Linked DNA regions of Mus musculus: all the other regions are linked to region 3. The links are chromatin contacts, called in public Hi-C and HiChIP or PLAC-seq maps. All regions are on one chromosome and are shown on one strand. Each heading gives the region's core, a stretch centred on a gene start, on an enhancer-like site or on the middle of the called end of the contact. The rest is flanking DNA. Distances are from core to core; before and after follow the strand shown. Region 1 holds the start of Cxadr (coxsackie virus and adenovirus receptor). Region 2 holds the start of Chodl (chondrolectin). Region 3 holds the start of D16Ertd472e (DNA segment, Chr 16, ERATO Doi 472, expressed). Region 4 has its middle 5.4 kb from the start of Gm31613. Region 5 has its middle 24 kb from the start of Gm31613.

The links. A called contact is a pair of places that touch in the nucleus more often than the background predicts. HiChIP or PLAC-seq counts read pairs in DNA pulled down with a chosen protein or histone mark.
Region 1: a contact with region 3 is called in a Hi-C map of rod photoreceptor, with 2.8 times the contacts expected there. The contact joins the promoter of Cxadr here to the promoter of D16Ertd472e in region 3. A contact is called at or near these places in 2 of 39 promoter capture datasets (embryonic stem cells and liver), 7 of 484 Hi-C or Micro-C datasets (LSK cells, embryonic stem cells, epidermal suprabasal cells and 2 more), 3 of 115 datasets of contacts at active chromatin or transcription factors (embryonic stem cells and pancreatic cancer cells) and 1 of 9 other capture datasets (adipose tissue).
Region 2: an H3K4me3 HiChIP or PLAC-seq map of neural tube shows a contact between it and region 3, with 4 times the contacts expected there. The contact joins the promoter of Chodl here to the promoter of D16Ertd472e in region 3. A contact is called at or near these places in 2 of 39 promoter capture datasets (cranial neural crest and neural stem cells), 5 of 484 Hi-C or Micro-C datasets (muscle stem cells, myocytes and uterus) and 1 of 115 datasets of contacts at active chromatin or transcription factors (neural tube).
Region 4: a Hi-C map of peritoneal macrophages shows a contact between it and region 3, with 5 times the contacts expected there. The contact joins the enhancer-like site here to the promoter of D16Ertd472e in region 3. A contact is called at or near these places in 4 of 39 promoter capture datasets (the C10 cell line, liver and pre-B cells), 8 of 484 Hi-C or Micro-C datasets (DN3 thymocytes, Sertoli cells, adipose-derived mesenchymal stem cells and 5 more) and 6 of 115 datasets of contacts at active chromatin or transcription factors (the 230-238 cell line, bone marrow-derived macrophages, forebrain and 3 more).
Region 5: a contact with region 3 is called in a Hi-C map of natural killer cells, with 7 times the contacts expected there. The contact joins the enhancer-like site here to the promoter of D16Ertd472e in region 3. A contact is called at or near these places in 11 of 39 promoter capture datasets (the 3T3-L1 cell line, the C10 cell line, cranial neural crest and 6 more), 2 of 15 datasets of contacts at CTCF or cohesin (CD8 T cells and large pre-B cells), 14 of 484 Hi-C or Micro-C datasets (B cells, CD4 T cells, DN3 thymocytes and 10 more), 18 of 115 datasets of contacts at active chromatin or transcription factors (the 230-238 cell line, CD8 T cells, DN3 thymocytes and 13 more) and 2 of 9 other capture datasets (adipose tissue and liver).

Annotation. Positions count from the first base shown.
Region 1 is chr16:78,300,224-78,303,188 of GRCm38.p6, forward strand. Cxadr (coxsackie virus and adenovirus receptor) reads left to right here and starts at 1,448. Exons shown (of 7, transcript NM_001025192.3): 1 at 1,448-1,651. The coding sequence starts at 1,609.
Region 2 is chr16:78,929,582-78,932,428 of GRCm38.p6, forward strand. Chodl (chondrolectin) reads left to right here and starts at 1,367. Exons shown (of 6, transcript NM_139134.4): 1 at 1,367-1,866. The coding sequence starts at 1,788.
Region 3 is chr16:78,575,404-78,578,103 of GRCm38.p6, forward strand. D16Ertd472e (DNA segment, Chr 16, ERATO Doi 472, expressed) reads right to left here and starts at 1,285. Exons shown (of 5, transcript NM_001252439.1): 1 at 1,021-1,285; 2 at 518-651. The coding sequence starts at 644.
Region 4 is chr16:78,215,828-78,218,636 of GRCm38.p6, forward strand. No RefSeq gene overlaps it. Among named protein-coding and RNA genes, the nearest start is that of Gm31613, 5.4 kb to the right of the region's middle. Within about 2 kb of position 1,329, at least 101 of the 459 cell types and tissues checked have an H3K27ac peak or open chromatin away from gene starts, as enhancers often do. A contact at or near this core is called in bone marrow-derived macrophages, forebrain, memory CD8 T cells and 4 more, where this site is marked.
Region 5 is chr16:78,197,552-78,200,420 of GRCm38.p6, forward strand. No RefSeq gene overlaps it. Among named protein-coding and RNA genes, the nearest start is that of Gm31613, 24 kb to the right of the region's middle. Within about 2 kb of position 1,305, at least 56 of the 459 cell types and tissues checked have an H3K27ac peak or open chromatin away from gene starts, as enhancers often do. A contact at or near this core is called in the 230-238 cell line, CD8 T cells, DN3 thymocytes and 7 more, where this site is marked.

The DNA of each region.
Region 1 (2,965 bases), core at 198-2,697, 280 kb before region 3:
GCTGAGAGCCTCATCTTGATCGGAAAGGAGAGGAGGTGGGAAGAGGCAAGAGAGAGCCAGGATCTTATGGGTGTTTTGAAACCTCTAAGCCTGCCCCCAGGGATTCACCTCCTCCAACAAGGCCACACCTACTCCAAAAGGCTGCAGTACCCAATCCTTCTAATCCTTCCAAATAGTGATTAAGCATTTAAATATATGAGCCTGTGGGGACATCCCTATCACCCCCTACACCTGCCTTCTCTCTTTTCTCTGGTTCAACAAGCAACAAGGCATTCCCAATATTCCTTTATTAGTCCCTACTTGCTGAGCACTATGTGCTCTGTGGGGGGGGGGGCAAGCATTTTTTAAAAAAGATTTATTTATTTTTATATATTTGAATACACTGTCGCTGTCTTCAGATATACCAGAAGAGGGTACTTGATCCCATTACAGATGGTTGTGAGCCAGCCACTATGTGGTTGCTGGGAGTTGAACTCGGGACCTGTGGATGAGCAGCCATTGCTCTTAACTGTTGAGCCATCTCTGGACCTACCAAGCATTTTTTTTTTTAATGCACGATTTCACTTTCACTTCTAAATAACTTGCCCACCAAGACCCCTAACTCTTGGCCATTACGCTGGTTTCTTCTGTTTTCTACCTCCTAATATGGGGCTCTTGTGAATTTCAACATTTCTAACAGTTAAAAAAAAAATCTGGGAAGAGCAACCAAGAATAGTTAGCAAAGGCAAGTCTGAGGATAACAGCTTGGGAGAGCTGCAGGGCGGGATTGCACTGGCTTTTCAAATTCCTAATTTCCAAGAGCCACTCCCGTTCACTTAGCCATCCCCAACCGGTCCCACTTTTAAAGTTCTTTTGTCCCTGTGGGCTAACTTCAGGGCTGGAACGACTCATAATCGCAAGGAGGAGAAAAGCCCCAAGTATTTGTTAAACCTGCCGCCTCAATTTATAGGTCTAGTGTATACAGGGGCGGAAGAAAAGCCTCTCCTGAGCCTTCAATAGGAACCTAGCCATTCAAAAAGAAGGCAAGATATTGGCGGGGCTCTCTGATCGCCCTTGGAAACACGGGTGCCAGGAGGTCCCCACCCCTGACCACAGGATGCGGTGACTGCTGGCTAGTGGTGTGTCGAAAGAAACCTAGCTCAAGGTTTAGGGAGAGGGAGCAATTCCGGCCTGGAGCTGGGCTCTGGGGAGGAGGGCGTGACTGTTTCAGCAGTGAGACTGGCTCGCTGCTTCCCAGCTCACAAAGCGATTTAACCAGGAGTCGGGAGAGCTGGAGGTGGCTGCTAGCGCAAGCAGGTGTACAGCGCGCAAGACCGCTGGGACTGGAAGGTTCCTTAGAGGGGAGTGGGGGTGGGGAGGGGGGGTGGGACGCGGGCTGATCCCAGTTTCCATGGCAACCCCAGGGCGCCAACACTGTGGGCTCTTGCTTAGGGGCTCCCGGGTGCTGCCGGAAGTGACGCGTTCACCTGCCGAGCTGGGGCGGGGCGCAGAGGTGCCTTCGCTGCTGCCACCGCCGGGAGCCAGTCGGGAGTGTACCAGGCTCTGGGAAAACCAGGGCTCCCAGCCGAGATCGTTTACCTGCAAGCCACGACCCGGCCGGCAGCTACCATGGCGCGCCTACTGTGCTTCGTGCTCTTGTGCGGGATCGCGGGTGAGTTGCGGCACCTCTCCGTCCCAGTCGCTTGCGCTCCCAGCTCGCGGCCTCCCGGGAACAATGGGGCGTGGGGGGAGGGGGCGGCTCAATTTGGGGGGCGCTGCCGTGGTAGTGGCGGATGGGCACCCATGCACAGGGTGATCTGCCCCGGACCACGCGCGCCAGCCCGGAGAATGCATCGGTCCCCGGGAGCGGCGCAGGGGGCGTGAGGCGTCTGGGAGGCAGCGGAGCGGGGACCCGATCGTCCGGTGGCGGTGGCGGAGGCTCGCCCAGGGGCGTGTGGGGCGCGCCTCCAGGGCAGCTTACCCTGGGGACCATTTGGCTTTATCTGCCCTTGTCTGTTTCCCGCGTCTGCCTGGGTGTTGTGTGCCGCCAGCCTTCCCCGATTTCCAAGCTCCGGGCTGCGAGTTTTTAGGTATCGGGTAGTCCAAGCCGGGGAGGCTGAATTACCAACGCCATTATTTGAGAGAAGACTGAGCCGTTCGGTGTCAGTCGCCCTGGCTACCTTTAGGAAAGAAGCACCGAAGCTGCTGGTTTTTAGTCTCAAAGAACAGGCTAGCTCGACCCAGCAGCTCCGAGACGAGGTATTAGGAGCCGAAGGTCTGAAATCGCTGTTGGGGAGGAGTTAGCCCGGGTTTGTAATAAGTTGATTTTTTTTTTTTTTTTTTGTATGATGATTGACGTTCAGGTGGTGAGGCGTGTGGTGGTAGAAATCGCCCAGTACATCTTTCAGCTGCAGAGCGTCTCTTTCAGGAAATAAGGCATTAAAAAAAAAATGCCTGGACCCCAGGACGCATACGCATTCTAGCACTTAGAAATTAATCTTTTTCTAAGTGTGTTTTTAACAAGTCGGTCTCATTTCCTAATACTAAGCAATTGGAGGAATTTTCGAGCCAAGTGAGTCATGTAAAAGATTTACACGTTCAACTCTGGGAAGCACGCACGCGCACACACACCGTAGCCTCCGAAGAGGATTGCTTAGGATTGCGGGAGTTGGGAAGGTTGTTGGATCTGCCTCAGCTCTACTGGGATGGCTCTCTCTGCTTCCTGCTGAAATGTTAATTCCATTGTTGGATGCCACAGCTGTGGACATTACTCATGGGATCAACATTCTATTAACAAGTCTAATCTGTGGAGCTGAGGCTACCACACCGCCTCCACCTCCACCTTTTTTTTTGGATACAGATCTTTTAGGCTTGGCTGAAATTTCGAAATTAAATCTTGTGAAAAACAGGAAGGGTCGTTGAACCAGTCTGCTCGGTGAATCCCACCTTTGTTTGGTAAAACAAACCGAAGTTGAATACATCCAAA
Region 2 (2,847 bases), core at 117-2,616, 350 kb after region 3:
GAGACAGGTCATATGGATCATAAGATCTTGTTTCACTGTGAGACTCACCCATCAATGAATAAGATGGAAAGAAGGGAGATTCCTGAATGCACCTTTGGGCCTCAACACACACACACAGACACACACAGACACACACAGACACACAGACACACACACAGACACACACACACACACACATACACAAAATCACACACAAACACACACACACACAAAATCACACACATACAATCGCATACACACACAAACACACACACATACATACACACACATACACACACCCCCACAATCACATACTTGTACACATAAAAAACCTAATTAATTAATTATAAATTATAATGAAAAGCAACATAACAAAAAAACTTTCCTGTTTTACAGAAGCTGATCCTAAGAACATTTTCAGGTTTCCTATTATGGACTATGTGTAAACTGTCATTATGAGAACTCTCACGAACATCTCTGACTCCATAAAAATGGTAAGCCAGCCATTGGACTGTTACAGAAGAGTGGGTCAGGTTTGGAAAGGCACATACATATTCCTTAAAGTGAGACTTACTTTTTTGTTTGTTTATTTGTTTGTTTGTTTGGTTGGTTGGTTGGTTTTTTGAGACAGGGTTTCTCTGTATAGCCCTGGCTGTCCTGGAACTCACTTTGTAGACCAGGCTGGCTTACTTTTAATGGAATCCATAGACCACTGATGGATACGTTCAGAGAAATACACTCATTTTGCATTCGTGAAGTTCTCAACAATTCAGATTATTTATTTTGCCTGGACTTTCCCCCCTTGGAGTTGCAAACACTGAGACTGAAATTAGTCGGGGGGGGGGCTTGTTTCCAAGATTCTTTTCAAATTACTTCTATGGCAATTTAGTCAAGCAACCTGCTTGGAAATAATCTATTTGCAGAACCTAGGTGGGGAAAAAGCTGCCACATTATATAATTCACTGAGCAGGTTTTGGCTTCCACTCTGCCAATCCATCTTAAATAGTGGCTAGTGCCCCGCATCTCACCATACATATGATCAAGCAATTTAGCAGAAAAAGAGAAAGGCCCTGAAACTTGGCATCCTCGTGGACATTTATCTCCGAGAAAACCAAATGGAGCCAACTTTTGCCCGAGTTTAATAGCAAAGCTGTCACATTTTACACAAATGAGTATTGAAGTCTGTTGGCAAATGGGAAGGGGGTGGGGACCGGGAGTGGAGGAGGAGGGACTGCTGACTGGACTCTTTTCAAAGTGGCTCCGGCTTTTAGGGGAGGGGCCAGATGCTCCACTTGGCAGGAGGGACGAAGTAGTTAAAATGATTACTAGCTAGGGGTTGGAACCCCAGGCTCTGGGCATATATAAGAGAGTGCCGCCAGCGCAGAGCGGCTGTTGCTGCTGTTGCTGCTGCTGTTGCTGCTGTTGAAGCCACTACCAGGACACACCAGCTCAGTCCCTTAGAACACAGAGACCTGAGAAGGAAGGGAAGGCAGCTGCTTAGGTTTGCGTTAGAACTCCCGTTTCACCTTTCCAACAGATACAGACAGAGGAACTCATAACACTGTCCCCTGCTCCCAGACACGCCCACGGTGTCCTGCACTCCAGCCCAGTGCGGCACGGGGCAGCCTGGCAGAAGGTCCTCCCTAAAGGCGATGCTTACAGGCATCCTAGCTGCTGCGCTGGGAAGGAGGGAGTAGGACCCAGCAGGAAAGCAAGGAAGCTGCTGGTGAGAGCCACCGGCGGTGGCCGCGCTGCGGGAAGACCTCGTCTTTCCTTCACTGGACACCTGCTGCAGAAGGCTCGCCAGGATGATCCGCATCGCCTCACTCTTGCTGGGAGCTGCGCTGCTCTGTGCCCAGGGAGCCTTTGCCCGAAGGGTGGTCAGTGGTGAGTCAGAGCAGCATAAAACAAGGGACTTGGGATTCTGGGGCGGTATGGAGTACTCTGCACTAGGTTGGGGACTCCTTATAGACTTGGAAAACAGTACTTAGTAGGCGTCCAGAGAGAAGGTGGAAAACCTGTTATTCTTTCCTTTCACCTTCTCCCTGCATAACAGAAAAGTTTCCTTTTTTTTGGAGTGCCTTTTTCTATAGTTGGGGAGCAAGCTTAAGCTAAATATGGAACAGCTCTGTCTCTTCAGGGCAAGAGTCTCTAGTTTATTTGGAAGCAGGTGAGTGGAACACAGGCAGACAGGACTGGGGCACCTGTGAGAGGGGTGTGGTAGAGCCTGGTTGACCAAGCTTGGACATTGAGCAGCTGCTGTGGCATGAACGCCACCTCCTGTTGGTCTGGCTCTAGTCCAGCCAGGGTGCTCACAAGGATGGTTTCTGAGACCAGACCAGTCCAGATGTCTGAGTTTGCAGCCTTTGTTCTCAGGAGGACTGAAGAAGAACAGGGGAGAGCTACTGCCCTGTCGCCTTCGCTTTTGGACTTAATTTCAAAATTAGAACACTCAGGAAACACCTCTTGGAGCTGGGTGGAGGTTTGCTTTGAGATGTTTGTGGTGATGAATTTGGATTTGCTCAAACAACAGGTGCACAATTAAGTCTCTCAAATCAGTGAAAGGTCAAATTTGCAAAACTTCCTTGCTTTGTCTCTTGATTCCCGCTCCCATCCGCACACACAGCCCCGGTGCTCAATGTCATCCACACTGTATCCATCTTCTTCTCTTAGTTTGGGAAAAATCTTTTAAGGCTTTTCTGTGTTTGAGGCAAATGTGAACAGCACCGCACACGGCAGCTGGACAGTCACCCATCGAGAAAGCTCTTGCTATGCTCATCAAACTGTTGGAGTGCGTTTGTTGAATGTTGCTTCTAACATATAAGGCCAACGTGGTTCCTCTGAAAGCTTATCCATCTGTACAGTAGG
Region 3 (2,700 bases), core at 35-2,534:
ACCCAACACAACCTTCAGCAAAAGGTTTAATTTCTCAAGCATTTCTTTTACACATTCTCACAATGGTACTGGCATCGAAAGAATTGAAAAGTCCTTTTTTAAAAAGATTATTAATATTAAAGGAAGTTATTTAAAATCTGATATAAACAACTTAAAAAAATAAAAGTTAGTTAAAATTCACCACATGATGGGAAAAATAGAGACTAAGTTTGGCAGAAAGGAGTAAAATTATATCTGCCCACGTGTACGGTCATGTTGATTCTTAAATGTTTATCAGACAATACCTGCACTTCATTTCATATTAGTTAAAAGGAGCTTAACATTCTGTTATAAAGACAAACATTTCCCTCGACTCATAACTATTGTTAACTCTGGCTTCATTTCCAGAAACCCTTAGCAGATCTTCACTTAGGACAATCTCTAGGCTTTCAAGCAGTTGCAGTGTTACCTCCAAACATCTCAGCCTAAGTTGCACAAAGTAGTACGCGGCACGCAGTTAAAACCGCAGAATCCTTACCCTCGAGATTTAGCTCGAAGCAAATGTGGCAGAAGGAGAGCGTGTCTTTGTCTGTTCCCAGTTTACAAACACTGCAAATGTTGTCATCATTCAAGTCAATGCTTACAAACTGCTCCTCTTCGTTCATAGTGCCCCTATGAGGAAAGAGAAAGGAGCAAGTTACACAACGGCAAAAACTTGCTTATGGCCTGCAGTAACCGACCAAAAACCCCCCCAAAAACCGAAAAAGGAGGCGTTTGCAACAGCCCTGTCAGGCAAGCATCGCCATACCTGGAGTTACAGTATCACAGTTTTACTGCGAAAAAGCAAAAGGGCTGCCCACAGGAGACACCCGCCTCCCGGGTCGCGCCGGCAGACACCCGGCCTGTCAACCAACTTCGGGTCGGTCGCTGTGGCCAGAAGGAGCCGCTGGGACGCGGCTTTGCCAACTTCTGGGTGAGCGTCTGGAGGCGTCCCGCTAACTCGGTTACCCGGCTCCCCGGCTCCGCCGCGGCAAGACGCACGTGGGGACTGGGACACCCGGGAAGGATCGGCTCACGTCGGAGACTCTTCAGCCACGGACCGGAGGGTCCCGGGGACGCCACTCGAGGATCGTGGGCGTCCGGCACGGCGTGGGATCCGTCTCGTCTGTCCGTCCGTCCCGGCACTGGTCCTGAGCACCAGAGCGGCTCAGAGAAGGACCTCTACCGTCCGGCTCCGCGGGCCACCGTCCGCGCGCCACGATCCGATCCGCACTATTGTTTCCGCCGGCGCCGCAGCGCAGACAGCAGCGCGCTCCGCCCCGCCCGGGCCGCCTGCGCCACCCCGAGCCGCCCACGGGGAGAGCGGCCGGGCCAGCCCACAGCCCCAGGGCCCCACGTGGCCACCCTAGCGCAGGGAGTGTAGCCGCCCTCCGCCCGCCCCGCGCCGCCCCGCGCCCCCGTGCGCATCCTCTTGCGCCTCCGCGGAGAGCATCTCGCTCCCCTCCGCGTGGCGCACATGGACCCGTCCGGCCCGCCTCCCTGCAGCCCCTGAAAACTCCAGCCACTTGCGGATTGCAGGAATGGGCCCACGGCTAAGCCTGAGGGGTGGAGGAGGAGAAAGGCACACACGCGTGGGGAGTGTATTGCTTCAAAACCAGGAGCCTGAACCAAGTATTATCCTTGAACTCCTGTTTCATGTTGGTTGACTTTCTGAATGAGATAAAAGTTGATAATTCAGATATCCCGATTTAGGTATAATTCTAGAAGCAGAGCATCTTTTCTTCGAATTATGTATCACGATGTGGTACCTCCCATGCACATCCACGGAAAACATTCCCGAGGCTCCGCCTCTTGTTTTTAAGTCTACCCCTTTCCTAAACTTTTTTTTTTTTTAGTATGTAAATGTACTTTCATCATCTGCTTGACTCCTTAAGCCTTGCCTAGGCCACAAGTCTACGCAATACTTTCAGTTACGTTTGCTATGCTAGTCTTTCTCAACAGTCCACAGAAGAGAAACAGGAAACTCGGCTCTTGCAGTTTAGTGGTGACTAACCCTTTATCGCAGTTTCTTAGAAACAAAAACTGGAGCTTGAACTCAAGGCTGCGGAGGTAAAGCCACTAATCAAGGACTCAAAAAAGTCATCTGTGCCCATGCTACCGAAGTGTGGTGGATGACTCAAAGACCCCATGTGGCGTTTTTACAAATGCAGAATCCAGAAATCAATACCTTGCTCTGAAAAAGACCCCCAGATCCATGGACCTGAGGTGCCTCAGCGGGGGTGGCATGAGGTGGGATGGGGGAGGGGGAGTGTTTGCTATGGCAAACCTGGCAACCTGAGCTCCATTCCCAGTGGAACGGAAGTACTAACTCCACAAAGCTGTCCTCCAAGAGTGTCCCACAGTCACCAGGACACGCCCCCCCATTAATAATAATAATGAATATTTTATAGGTCCCTGCCCCCTATGCATATTAAAATTTGGGGTGTGTTAAATATCTTGCATTTTGGATTCTACTCATTTATTTAATTAAAGTGATTTTTACAAAGTTTATATTTGTATGTGTATGTTTGTATATGTGGTGTGTATGATGTGTGCATGATCATATCCTGGCATGTGTGTGGAGCTCAGAGGACAACTTCAGATGTCTGTCCTCATTTTTTTTTTTTAAATCTTGTTTGAGAAAGGGCCTCATTGCTGTTCATAGGTGTGTAGTGTAGGCTA
Region 4 (2,809 bases), core at 79-2,578, 360 kb before region 3:
GTCACAAATGAATGTAACTGGGGAAGTTACAGAGCCCTGATATTCACTCTTACTTTCTCTTATTGAGACATAAGGGTATAATATGTGCCGAGGTGGTTTCAGCTTAAGAGCTGGACATGGCTCATCTAAAGTAAGAGCTATGTGTGTATATTGTCTGTTTGTTTGTTGGCTTGCTTGCTTATTTATTTATTTTACCAGTGATTAGAGCATTGTTCAATCATTACTCAATGGCTGTGAGATACAAGGAAAGGTTTCTTGGGGACATTTTGGGGAATTCTCCTTTTGAAAGTGCTAGATTTGAAGCCACTCTATGTCTTGTGACATATGAACAGAGAACAAAGTTCTGGCCCCTCTGCGAAGTTGTCTTAAGATTCCAAAGTCAAGTTAATTCGAAGCCCCGGGCTGGGTTATAAAGGCAAAAACAACTAAGATCTGGTGTAATAACACAATTCAGTGTTGAGTCTGTCTCACTCCAGGCATTCACCTGACTTCTAGACGCCCCGTTGTGATAATAAAAACATCTCTTTAACACACACTGGTTATTTTGTGATATGTGTGTGTGTGTCACACAAGCCTCCTTTTTGACTCATTCTATGTCACTCTCTACAATTCCTCCCATATCCTCTTGATCCCAAGATCAGTGTTTTCTATTCACATAGGAAATTGACATATACCGTACACAGTGTCTTCTATTCAAATTCTACCATTCACCAGGGTGGTCAGAAAACCATACTTGACATGCTTATGTCAGATTCAGTGAAGTCTATCCCGAAAGAAAGAAAGAAAGAAAGAAAGAAAGAAAGAAAGAAAGAAAGAAAGAAAGAAAGAAAGAAAGAAAGAAAGAAAGGAAGGAAGAAAGATTGATTAATTTATGTGAGTACTCTGTAGCTGTCTTCAGACACTCCAGAAGAGGGAGTCAGATCTCATTACAGATGGTTGTGAGCCACCGAGTGATTGAGGGGATTTGAACTCAGAAGCTGCAGAAGAGCAGCCAGTGCTCTTAAGAGCTGAGCCACCTCTCCAGCTCCAGTGAAGTCTATCCTAAAGACCTTTAAATTTGCTCATACCACTCACTTCCAAATCACTCTCCCATAAACCCCACCTCTCCATTTTCCTAACCACCAAGTCCTATCCCGACACATCTGCCAAGTGTTAACTCCCTTCCTGAGGGAAGCTGGTTGCATCGCTTCTCGTGCCTTGCTCTTGGGTTCCTTTCTGGTTTCACATTAGTTCAGTTACTTCCCATTTTCTTTCTTTCCTGAACTTGAAAGAGGTCGTGCTTTGCCCTCTTATAACCCCGCCTGTGCTCAAAGCAGACCCTTCCTCTTCCTCTGCCCTTCTACTCTCTCAGTTTCTAGCTTTGTGCAGTCGGTACAGCAGGGAGGGGTTTGCTGGAGGAAACGCACGTAAGTAATTAAACAGAGTCTGATAAGCTTGCTTGCAGCTCATTTGGACTTAAGTGCTTAGCTCTCTCTCTCTCTCCCTCTCCCTCTCCCTCTCTCTCTCCCTCTCCCTCTCCCTCTCTCTCTCTCTCTCTCTCTCTCTCTCTCTCTCTCTCTCCCTCTCTCTCTCTCTGTGTGTGTGTGTGTGTGTGTGTGTGTGTGTGTGTGTGTGTGTGTGTGTGTGTACATGCCCAGACACACACGTGAAAGTCAGAGGACAATCTTCTCGGGTCTGAACTCAGGCTATTAGACTTGGTGTCGAGTGCTTTTACACACTGAGCAATCTCAATGGACTTTCCCATCTCTCTCAATTTTTTGCATTTTGCTTCTGTGTCAGAGAAGCATAGCACAGAAATACCTTTCCCCTTCTCCCCCTGATCTTAATGATCTTGTTAAATTTTTTTTTTTTTTTGCCAGCCCTCATGCTTTAACCAGTGAACAGTCATATCTTCGTGCACATCTACAGCCATAGCTTCCTCTGTTCTGTTCTCATGGAGGCTGGCATCATTTCAGTCAGTCTTGGCGCACTCGGTGGCAGCCATTTCTTGAGCTATGTCTAATCAAAACAGGGAAGCACTCACGCTCAGAGCGGGCAGCAGGGGAAGTGGCTAAGCTATGGAAGGGTTAGCTTTCAGCTGGCTTTCCTTTTCCTCTTAACTCCCTGTGACTGACTTTTCACTAGAGCTTCCTGGTGTGCAGAGCAGAGCCCCCAAAGGGGACTTTCTGCCTGGAAAGGGTAAGTCGTGTGTCACAAAACTGCCTTTGTGGTGATCAGGAGCACAAGGGAATCTCGTTAAAGGGTATTGAAAGTTTCTGGAGCTTGCAGGAAAAAAATTCTACTTTTGGGAGTCAGTGAGAGACTGAAGGAGAAATTCTAGCAAAAGGATCAGAATCAGAGCAGCTGCAGAGGATTGGTGGGGTGCCAGCACCTGGACAACTGGCTGGGGGGAGGGAGGGTCACTATAGACACTATAGTACCCACATACTGTGTGCATCCCCCCAAACACACACACACAATTTTTAAAAGTTCCTGATTAACCTGGCCTGGCTTTAACTCTAAAAGGGAAATGATATAGTTTTCATTATAACACGGGCAATCATGCTTAAAATAGCGGCACCCACTGCCTCTGAAAATGATTCCAAGAAAAATGATAATTAGCAGGATAAGCAAGCAACTGACCACTTACTTTAAAATATAGCATACCTCTGATCTAATTTCCAACTGATAACTACCATTTCTTTCACCAGATCTCGTGTGTGTGTGTGTGTGTGTGTGTGTTAAAGAAAGGGAATCCAAGGTTGAAGTGTGAACATTCTTTCTATTAAGCCACAGAATAGCCTTGACTGAAAAGATACCATGTGGTCTG
Region 5 (2,869 bases), core at 55-2,554, 380 kb before region 3:
ACAAATCCAGAGCCATCGGTAAGTTTACTTAAAGAATGACAGATCCCATTTAAATACTGTCTCAAAAAAGTTTATAAGCCTTCTCTTGCAGTTGGACGGTTACTTCAACAACGGCCACCAGGGGGTGCTTTGCGTCTTCTATTTTCAATAAACAGCCTGCTGTAGTTAACGGCACCGCACATACAGAGTGACTTAGAACACCTATAACCTGTCCTTTCCACTCTTTGTGTAGGCAAATTAACATGTTCTCATTTTTTATATTAGCCCTCATGTATCTTAAATCAATAAGGGGAAAAAAACTCCCTTCCTGTTTAATTAATACTCACCTATTTATACTCAAATAATCACTTTCTTGGAAATTTTAATTCTGAATGGAACTTTTTTTCTGTTTTCATATTCCCACTGACATGAGAAATGCATGTGTCAAGTATTAAAAGTAATAAATTTTTCAAATCCAAAACAGTCATTCTATATGCCTAAAAGCTTTTAAAGTAAAGCCATGTTTAGTATGCTTACATATGGTTCCCAAACTTTGTACAGGACACACTTATTACACAGCGCACTGTCTTGGACTCTCACACCATAGTCCTGCTTGATTCCCAAGCACCCAAAGTTCTATTTGCTAAGAACTCTTACTTTGAATAATGTAAAGTGTATTTAAGTTCAGACCATCCAATACCTCTTTATATACATAAATGGGGAAATAATTTATCTTTCATTATATCTTACTGGCTCTGTTAATTCTACTTACAAATTGTATTATATGACAGTGTTTGTATGGGATCTGGAAGGATTTCAGCTGAATAGCTTGGATCTCTGATGTGGGTACAGTTACGATTGACTGAGGACATAGATAAGATTTCCCGGAGACTGAGGCAGGCTTCGAAAGATAACTCAGTCCCATGGTGCCTCAGCTCCCTACTTGATGTATGGTTAGATTGGATCACTTTCTCACCACGTGGACTTCTCTAGAAAAGGACTTGCAGGTCCTTAGTTGTAACAGCTCCCAGAGATGAAAGAAAATGGCTCTATGGCTTTCTAGGACTTACCCTTGAAAGTAGCGGCCCCACCCCCACTCCCCAACACTTCTGTCAGATTACATTCCTAAAGTGCTGGTCAGTTGGTTAAGCCCACACCCAAGGAAATGGTTAGACTCTATTTCTAAAGGAAAGATTGTCAAAGAACAGTTGATCGTTTAAAAACCATCACAGTACCAGTCAGGCACCTGTCAAACATCAGAATGAGATTAGCACCGCTGTCATCATTTCCTGACTCTCGGATGTTTTCGTGTGGGCTCTGCTTTCGACCACAACAACCACTGAAAACTTCGCCTCACAGATGTATGTCTTCGGAGAACCCAATGAGGTGCAATTTGCAACCTCCCCTGAACGCGCAGTACCCGTGACGGCCAAGAGATGTCGCTGTTCTCTCTCAAAAAAAAGCCACGTTGCCCACTGAGCTCCCAAAATAACGCCTATGAAACTACTAAGCCATTTGGAAATTGACGTGATCGCCTTTTGCTCAAAGACAAAAAATGAAGGTTGAAAGTTAATGCAGCATTCTGAGGGGGCTACTGGGAATAGAAGGGTGGGGCGGGGCGGAAAGGAACGTAAAGACGATCAACACAAAGTGGGCTGTGAAAACACAGTAATCTGTTACTTGCGGGCTGAGTTTAATGCTACTAATAAGGATTATATTCTCATGAAATTTCGCAGTTACCTAAAATTCTGTTAGATTTTTCTTTTTTCTCTTCCAAAACTGAGAACCCTATGCCAAATCAGGCTTCCGGTTTTTGTAGTAATTTTAAGAACACTCAGTGGCAAATTAAAGTAGTGTTGAGACAGACAGACGTTGAGAGAGAGACAGAGCGAGAGAGCGAGTACCTTCAGCTGGTACTTATCACGAAGCCTGATCTGAATTCAATCCGGGGACACATGACAGGAAGAGAGACTCACACCCCACACCCCACACCCCACACCCCACACCCCATGCACACGAGCACACACAGGTGCGTGTACAGATGCACACATGGAGGCCAGAAGTTGATGGCCAGCGTCTTCCTTGATTGTTTTCCACCTTCTATAAGGAGGCAGAGTTTCTCACTTGAGCCCAGAGTTTGGTGACTGAAGTAATCTACCTAGCTAGCCAGCTTGCTCATTGACACACAAACACCCATGCAGAAGTAAATCAATCAATAAATTAAAAAAATGTAAGAAAGAAATGCGTAGATGATGGATGGGTAGATGGATGGATGGATGGATGGATGGATGGATGGATGGATGGAGAGAGATATAATAGATAGATAGTAGATAGTTGATTAGGAAAATTATAAATGAGGAGGCTGTTTCTATCTGTGGAAACAGAGGAGCCTTCTACCCCTGTCTGCTTTACTTCCTTTTCCTCCAGGGTATCAATATCAACTCTACGCTAGCCTCAAATCCAGAATCTTTCTGCTTCCAAAGTGCTGAGCCCAGCATCAATGTCAACCCCAAAACAGCTGAATATGGAGGAAAAGCCATTCAAGGAGGGGGAAAAAAATAAATCAGTTTAAAACTTTAGCTTTAAAAATTCAGGTGTGAGACTCTGAGTTTGGCCCCTGACTGTGCAAAAAGCTCAAAAGATAAAAATGAAAAGAATCACCAACCAACAAAATTGTGCCTCACTTAATCTTTTTCATAACTTCTCTTTTTCTTTTCTAGCATAAGGCGTTTTAGTGCGGGCTTCGAGCCTCCACCAAATGATCACATGGCCGTTACTTCCTTACTCAGAGAAAGTTAATCTTTAGTAAGAAGGGCAAATATTTGCGGCAGATAAAATGAAACACGTTTCTTTTTGTACTTGCCTGGAACTAATTTCAGTAAGAAAAATT